Regions from separate parts of the Capsicum annuum genome. Here region 2 is linked to region 1. A link is a contact called in public Hi-C data. All regions are on one chromosome and are shown on one strand. Each heading gives the region's core, a stretch centred on a gene start, on an enhancer-like site or on the middle of the called end of the contact. The rest is flanking DNA. Distances are from core to core; before and after follow the strand shown. Region 1 has its middle 11 kb from the start of LOC107867391. Region 2 holds the start of LOC107867389 (14-3-3 protein 10).

Region 1 (4,141 bases), core at 1,341-3,840:
ATTGTTCTCATTGTTGAATTACGTTCTTGAAAAAAAAAAAGGTCGTCTTCTTTCTTCAATTCCCGAAAAAAAATATGAACATCTCCATATTATTGCGTCATTTCGATATTTGGGAGTCGAAAATTATTTATCAATCCTACAAAAGTGACGCAATTATTGTTTCAGAAAGTATAATCTTCTTGAAATTGATTGCTACGATCCCGATGGAATTAAATAAGTTCTTAAAAAAATGAAGTAAAATACATTGTTGAAGGTAATTCTTCTCTCATTATCAAAAAAAGAATAACATTTACATGGAGTTGAAGAAATAATTTACGGGATTTGTCAATATGGTATTTCATGCCCTGAAAAAACAAAACCAAACTCAAATTAAGAGAGAAAAAGATAGCAACAAACTGATACGCATTAAAGATAACATCATACAACAGTTGTGCATGTATGCGGGCACATTTACATTTAAAAAATAATTCGTAGTAATGTATAATGTCATACTATACATTTAAGTATTAACATTAAACATGTATACTTTTGTATCCTTATCAGAAGGTATAATGTAACCTTATACAATATTAATACTTTCTAATTCCATAATACCAAATAATACATAAAATGCCTCTTAAATGTAATAAGAACCTTTTAATGTATAACATAATGAAATATATAGCCGAAGAATTATATTACACATTAGTTTTTCAAAAATAACTAATGTATAATGCCTGATATATTATAACTTATACATTAAAATATGATCTTTCAGAATATATAATATCACACTATGCATATAAATATTCACCTTATGCATTAATTATTTACAGGATTATAATAATTTTAAGGAAAAATTAGTGTTATTGTAACATTACATTGGCTACACGATAATAAAGAAAAAGAATGATTCAATTTCCTTTATTACGTGAATTGAAAGTGTACATCTTCAATTTCAATTATAAAAGTGACGCAAATAGGAGGGGGATGAGAGAGTATTAATATTACATTAGGTTGATTGTAGGCGTAAATAAAGGAGCACATATATGGAGCAAAAATCAGTGCACTAAAATAGGAGCAAAATATGGTATTCTAATATGTATGAGGGGGTATCTTTAAGGGATTTAAGTAATTACTTTAGATTTTTTTTAATTTCTTTTTCAATATGAGATTTTAATGTAATACGAAAAAGTTACCTAGTGTATATATGTAATTTTTAGCTACAATTATGAGCCCCCAAAAGTATATGAACTAGAATATGGACAGAAAATGAGTGAGCCCATGATGGGTCTTGGACTAAAATTCCGAGCCCACTAAAACTATATGCACTATAATACCGACAGAAAAAAAGGAAAAATAACATAAATATACATCTTAACTTATTATATTTATACAAATCTTCACTCTTACAAAGTATTTACATAATTATGTATCTTCGTTGGATGTATCGGGAGCTAATTATGTATCGACACACCCAAAATTGAAAAAAAATATATTGGGAGATAAATATGTATATTTACAAAAGAAAAAGTGTATTTTGAAGTAGAGATCAAAGTTGAGTGACTTTTGAAGTAAAAATCAAAGTTGAGTGACTTTCTGGGATAAAAGCCTAAAGTTGAGTGACCATTTGAGTTATTAACTCTGATATCTAGTGAATGAAAGTATCGCAAGTAGCAGGGCAAGACTGACTTTTCACTTCTCTCGAACTTCTTCCTAGAAAAAATATTTTACTAGAAGACGTTGTAGATCAAATACTTACCATCATACCAAAAGATATAAGTCATAGCAAGGACGTTACTTTATTCCTTAACTACGACCACCGAAATAAGCATCATATGCGATCATGACTCTAATCCCGGCCATCCTACAGACAGGATTGCTTAGCCAACACTTCCCTAGGATCAAATTTCCTAGTCAAACTTCTAACAACTCCTCTACAATACTGACTAATTCTGTCGTACTTCACAGACTATAATACTAATATATACCCATAAGAATTTAATTAAAGAATGGTGTCCCTCCTTCCCTGGGCCAAAAATGCCACCTAGATATAGTATATGAAAAGTACTTGACAATAGTAAATGACATGATAATTTTATAAATAAAGAGAGCTGAGTCGTAACTATACTATTCTTTTGGCACTCAAGGGATGCTAAGCTATCAATGAAGTGGGTGAGAATCATGAAGTCACAAATCAAATTCCAGCAATGACCAAAATACTAGGTGATTCTTTCTATCTAATCTAGCGTAGGTGGGTAGAATTACCTAACACTTATTACTGGTGGGAGGTGACATGCTTCCCATAATTAGTCCAGCTATACAAAATCTAATCCAAATACCACGATTATTGAAACAATATTCTTTTGCAAGCTAAGATAAAAAAAGGCTGCGAGACTGTAAAGCAAAAAATTGCAACAAGTATCTCACAGACGCTCCCCCCTTATCAAGTCATTTCCATCATAAGGTTTTAAACAAATATATTCATGTGAATTGACCCCCCAATTTTGGCCTATGCCTATGCCATCTTATCCCCATTTACAACCATGCTTGCTATGTTGCTACGCTCCTTCAATGGCCCTCTTCTCATTTCAATTATTCATTACTCTCATTGTCATATAAATAAACCTCCCCACATCCTTCATCATTCATTTTCCTACCCTATATGCACCATGCTTGATTTGCTACTCTTTTCCCTATCCCTCCTTTTCAAACGTCGGTGGCGTAGCAAAAATTTTCATTTAGAGGAGTTAAAACATACATAAGTAAACATACGTGGAAGCCAAGGGAGTTTAATATCTATTATCCATGCATTAAAATATATCGATCTTGTATATACGGTTGATTTTTCTAGAGTTTAGTATCCATTATGTATGCATTAAAATATACAGTTAATTTTCTAAACCATTTGCTCCCCTAGCTTTGCTCATGGTCATATCCGAACCAACTTTTGACTAACAAATAGACAATTTTTCAGTTGTTACACATAGTAACTCGTCGAGATAATTATGTCCATCAAAATTGAATCGTATTGGCTCGTACCAAGTTTTGAAATAGAATCATGATTGGAAATTGTTTGATCAATTTTCTTAATTAACTAAATTAATTGGAAATTGTTGTTCAAATCATAGTGAAACTTTGAATTTCTTATTCTATGTTTGCTTTTCATGAAAAAAACTATACCAATTGAAGTGGTCAGAGAATTTCTTGAAATAACAAAAGGTTTGGATCAAATGATTCTGAAGGTGTTTTCCACAAATTCTTAAGAAATAAGAGGGCTATTTCTTTGCAAAATTGTCCTCACTTTCATCTCGAGTTGAGTTTCACTTTTTCATATATGTTCCTTTCCTTGATAATCTTTGATGAATTTGTGTAATGGCATAATGCACATGTTTCTTGCACACAAACGCCCTACCATAAAAATAAAAACTATCAAGCAAATGAATAAAGGGAAAAAAAAAATGAAAGATAAGCTCTTCGATCTATGTCCTTGCACTATTATATAACAAATCTTAGTGAGTCTCTCTTTTTCTTTTTTTTTTTTCCTTTTCCCCCACCAAGATATTCAAGATTTTCTATATTGTTGTTTTTGAGAGAACAAATATATATTAAAAAATGACTAAAAGTCAACAAGCAAATCATCAACGGAATTTTTATTTTTTTTTAAAAGAAAAGAAATGATTAAAAAGAAAGCCATTTTACATAGTACAAATTGATATTAATCAACTCTTATGTAGACATTAATGACACAATGATACTCTATAGGACACAACATACGTTCTTTAGGATCAAATTAGAGGTGTGCTTATACAATATCATACATCGATATACAATAACGAAGTTCAGAATATCACTAAGAGTATTCAAATTCAATATATATATTTATAATATATATATTGACCTGACTGACCACTATTCAATATGAGTTGTGACTCCGATCCACCGCTCATCGTGTATAGACGTAATTTCTTTTAAATGATGGTCCTAAATTCTAATCTTAGGAACAAAGAAAAACAAAAGGCACATAGAAAAGTTGAAATGTAATTTGTTTGTTGTAATATAAGAAAACAATCTTAACTTTTACTTTGTCAAATAGGAAATAGAATAGGGGCAAAACCAAGTAGCCCCACATGAACAAAGTAAAGACATGTATATGTTTGTC
Region 2 (4,477 bases), core at 1,363-3,862, 73 kb after region 1:
TCTGATCACTCACTTTCTTTTCACAGACTCAACCCTCCATTGCCCTTTCGTTCTCCATCTTTCACTGCATCTCACCATCAATATTCAGTTACCCTTTCCCAACTTTATTCAATGGCTCTTTCATTAGACAAAGCTAAAACAACAGTTCAGCCAGTTTAGAACATATAAAAACTGCACATGAAGCGTATAATTTTACATCATATCTGCAGCATAAACACTAATTTTACCTGCTTTGCCATACTGCAAGCTTTGTCGGATGAGTTCAGTATCTCAAAGTAGAAGACAGAGAAATTAAGAGCAAGACCCAGCCTTATGGGATGCGTTGGAGGCAGATCTGTCAGTGCAATTTCCTTCAATGACAACAAAGGTAAGGAAAAACAGAATTAGTGGAACTCAATTTTCCAACCATATGATGGAAAGCTATATACAAAATCAAAATGAAATGCAAAGATATGAACATGCAAGATTTGACCAACTGTAGAATAGATAAATTCACATACCAGACTAAACAATTTTTTAAATTAACAGTTCATCAAGAGCCAGAGGGAAGAAAAAAAGCTGAAAACTCCAGGTAACAATCGGCCTAACCTCCTCTATACAGTGTCTAATCTGCAGCATAATTAGAAAGTCTTTCATGTGAAGCTAATTTGTGATTCATACACCCAACCCAAGTAAAAAAAAAAAAAATGGTCCTGGACTGTTCCTAACCACATCAATGATACAACTACAGCTAAATTGGTGAAAGCCTAGGTAATGCGCACATCCTTGGATTTTCAAACTTCTCACAACAATGACCTCTTTATCATTTCAGTTCAATCTTTAGTTTCAAACACATCAAAACAATTCAGTGTTGAAAGACCCTTCCTAGATGGTAAGGACGCTTCATCACATCACACCCTGAAAGTGACATTGCTTAGCAACAACAGTGTAAGGCTACAATCTGCGGATCAGAAAGTTCCGTCCCTTGTTCTCTTAGTTAACATACTTGAACCTATGATTCATCTTAAAATCTTACAAACACATATCACTAATTAACATCCTAATGTGATGAAAACACAAATTCACAGCAGAAAAATCAACAGCACATACTAAATGCAAGAATGTCCATCACAATCTCAACAAAAGAACTAAATCCAGATTGCAATGGCTAAAACTGTATTCATCTTGAAATCAAGCTACAGTATCAAGATGATTTGTCCCCATCTTAACACAAAGCCTGCAATCACAAGAAGTTACCAGGAAGACCTAGATGCAGTTTACCCCAAGAGGCCCGGCGTCACATCATCTATAAATTCCAGCTAAACAATTCATTTCTCACAATTTCAACCACATTAGTAAGATTAATATACAAGTATTTGACACAAAAACCGCAATGAGATGGAAAAATCAAGCCCGATTTAACAATCTCCACCATTTAATCTTAAATTTGAGTGAAGGTCAAAAACACACCTAAAATATCCCCTTTTTTTGAGTTCCCTAGCTGAACTATCACCATTGTTCACTTCTCCTACCTGAATGATGGTGATATTTCATCTAGAAGAAGTGAACCAATTGATAACTTAGGCATGATTTGACAAATAGTTAGTGATAGTGAAGCTAGGAAACTCGAACAACACATACTTTAGCTGAGTTTTTAACCATTAACTCCTTTCTTTTTAGTAAGTTAAAAATCTCAACTACATTCACATAACAAAAACATCAAAATCCAGATCAGAATGGCCAAATTTAGTTCTCTATAAAATCAAAATCATCTACAGTTTTACATTTATATTTCAGATCTCAACAGAAGTCCTACAACCACAACAAATAAACAACAAAACCTAGATATAACTTGCCCAAAATCTGAACAGAAAAAAGCACCACCGCAAATCAAACTCAAAAAAATCAAACAGAAGTCAACACTGAAAAGCCATACCTGAGCAGCCTTATACGAATTCATAGTATCTTCAGCAGCCTGTTTCCTTTCATCACCAACTTTAAACTCTGCCAAATACCTATAATAATCACCTTTCATCTTCAAATAAAACACCTTCGATTCACTCGTTGAAGCCGACGGCACCAGATTCGACTCCAGCAACTTCAATATCCCAGCACAAACTCCCGATAACTCATTCTCAACTTTACCTCTATACTCCTTAACCAGATTCACGTGCTCCTCATTCTTCCTTGACTCCTCCTTTTGCTCGATCGATGACACGATCCGCCACGCCGCACGGAGTGAGCCGATCACGTTTTTGTACGCCACGGAGAGAAGGTTTCGTTCTTCTACAGTGAGTTCGCCGGAAGGAGTGGAGTTGATGACCAGTTTGTCCATGAAATGAACCATTTCTTCGTAACGTTCCGCTTGTTCGGCGAGTTTTGCTAAGTAGAGGTACTGCTCACGACTGAGATTTTCGGGGATTGCCGCCGCCGCCGCCATGGATGTAGAGAGAGTTTAGGCGAAAGAGAAGAGAACTGAGAATCAATACTGAATGTGTGTGTGTGAGAGAGAGAGAAGGAACTTTTATATGCTTTTTTTTTTTAAATCTTTTTGAAAAAATATTTAGCTCAATATTTGAGTATATGGAAAATTATTTTTGTTTAATAATTGGTGAAAACGAAATATGAATTAACTTGATGCTGTGAAAATTTAATATTTTAGAACAATATGGTAGTTGGTTGTGATTAGAGGTGTTCATAGGCGGATTGGTTCGATTTTTTATTAAAATATAATCAAATTAATAATGTTGGTTTTCTAAATTTATAAATCAAATCACACCAATGTGCAATCAGTTTTTTATTTTGATTTTAGATGGGTTTTTTCAATTTTTTGGTTTGCTCAATTTTCTTACAATTACAAAGTGATTGAAGAACAAATTTAAATGTTTTCACTAAAAAGATTTTTAAAAAATGGTATAGAGTAGTTCTAATAAAAATTAAATTGGCAAATTAGTAAGACGGCTAAACTACTATGTAATATTATGTAGATACTTAAGTAGTTCAATTTGTAAGTCACTAGTCACAGTAGCTTGTTTGAAAGTTTCCTTCACATAAAATATGACCACACAAAAGAATAAAAAATTAAACAACTTATTAAAAACTTAACTCCATAAAGTAATTAATTATAACATAATTCCATAAAAAAGGAAAGAAGAGAAACAAACCTAAATTACAACTTGACGAATGAGAAAAGTAAAATGAGAAAATAATGAGAACTCTCTGAAAACTTAGAAAGTAAAATGTAAAAAATGAAGCAATTAAAGAGTTTTAGGTTTTTATATTAACTAGTTAAACCCCACGTGTCTCGCACGTGTAACATTTGATTATTTAAAATTAGATGATCTTGTCTATTGCAAAAAATTTTAATGAAGAGCAAAAAATTTAAATCACTTCTCAAAGATACTTCACACTTTAATAAAATAGCGCAAACATAACATATGTTTTATTAAAATATTTAATAAATTTTAAATTCTTAAATATTCAAGAAATAATTTTGTCTAAAGCAGACACTTTTAGTGAATGACAAAAAGTTTAAATATTTCTGAATATCGAATCAAATAAAAACAAAGTTGAAAGAAACAAATCAAACTGAAATAGTTTGATTCGGTGTTCGATGTCTACTTTTTAAAATTATAAATTAAAGAATTGAATTGAAATTTGATAAAATCGAATCAAAGAGCAGAACGTGTACTTCTAATCAACGCCTTAACAACATAAATCGTGTTAATATGAATGAAAAATAGTTTTTTTTTTTTTAAAAAAAACACACCTTTAAATCCTCTCGTAATCGGCACAAAGTCTCAACCACACACTCACATAATTTTTCTTTACCTGCACATCACGCGAAAGTCAACAATTGAAATTGCAATAAATTATACGATAAAAAAGTTAATAAAAGATGCATAATATTTAATATTGTTGACCTACAAATTTAAAACTCATTAAAGAACATAAAACTAATCTTCTCTTGAACATACTCTTTAACAATTAAATTGTGAATGTTATTCTATTATTTATTAAAAAAAAAGGAATGCTCAATATATAGATGTACAATTTTTTTCCTTTTAAGAAAGAGTTGATAAAATATGGAAGAAATCTAATCTAATTTGAGAAATTTTTTTCATAAAAAACTAATTATTATAGAAAATCAAGACAAACGAAACTTAAAAGAAAAGATAATTAAGGACTCCTAATTAAATCAAAAACCATACTTAAAAGAAAGAAATTAGGTCGTATGTTAACTACAATTTGACACTACTTATTTTTTTTCTTTTTGAGGTGGGACGTGTTTTTTTAGTAAAAATAGTTAAATAAGAATTTGATAAAATAATAAAAAGTCATTTCCTATTATGTATTTAAAACTTTTTAAAATTTAATACTTATTAAAATTTTCTTATTCTAAGGCTTTTATATTTGTTTCTATATTTTTCAAATCTTATGAACATCAAATTTAGTTGTTTTAAATTAATGAAAAAAGTATTAGTTGTCATTAATTCTG

What was found. A called contact is a pair of places that touch in the nucleus more often than the background predicts.
Region 2: a Hi-C map of leaf shows a contact between it and region 1, with 4 times the contacts expected there. The contact joins the promoter of LOC107867389 here to the enhancer-like site in region 1. A contact is called at or near these places in 2 of 5 Hi-C or Micro-C datasets (both in leaf).

What each region holds. Positions count from the first base shown.
Region 1 is chr4:213,670,686-213,674,826 of UCD10Xv1.1, forward strand. No RefSeq gene overlaps it. Among protein-coding and RNA genes, the nearest start is that of LOC107867391, 11 kb to the right of the region's middle. Within about 2 kb of position 2,591, at least 4 of the 5 cell types and tissues checked have an H3K27ac peak or open chromatin away from gene starts, as enhancers often do. A contact at or near this core is called in leaf, where this site is marked.
Region 2 is chr4:213,743,494-213,747,970 of UCD10Xv1.1, forward strand. It overlaps LOC107867389 (14-3-3 protein 10), which reads right to left and starts at 2,613. Exons shown (of 4, transcript XM_016713604.2): 1 at 1,916-2,613; 2 at 228-350. The coding sequence starts at 2,419.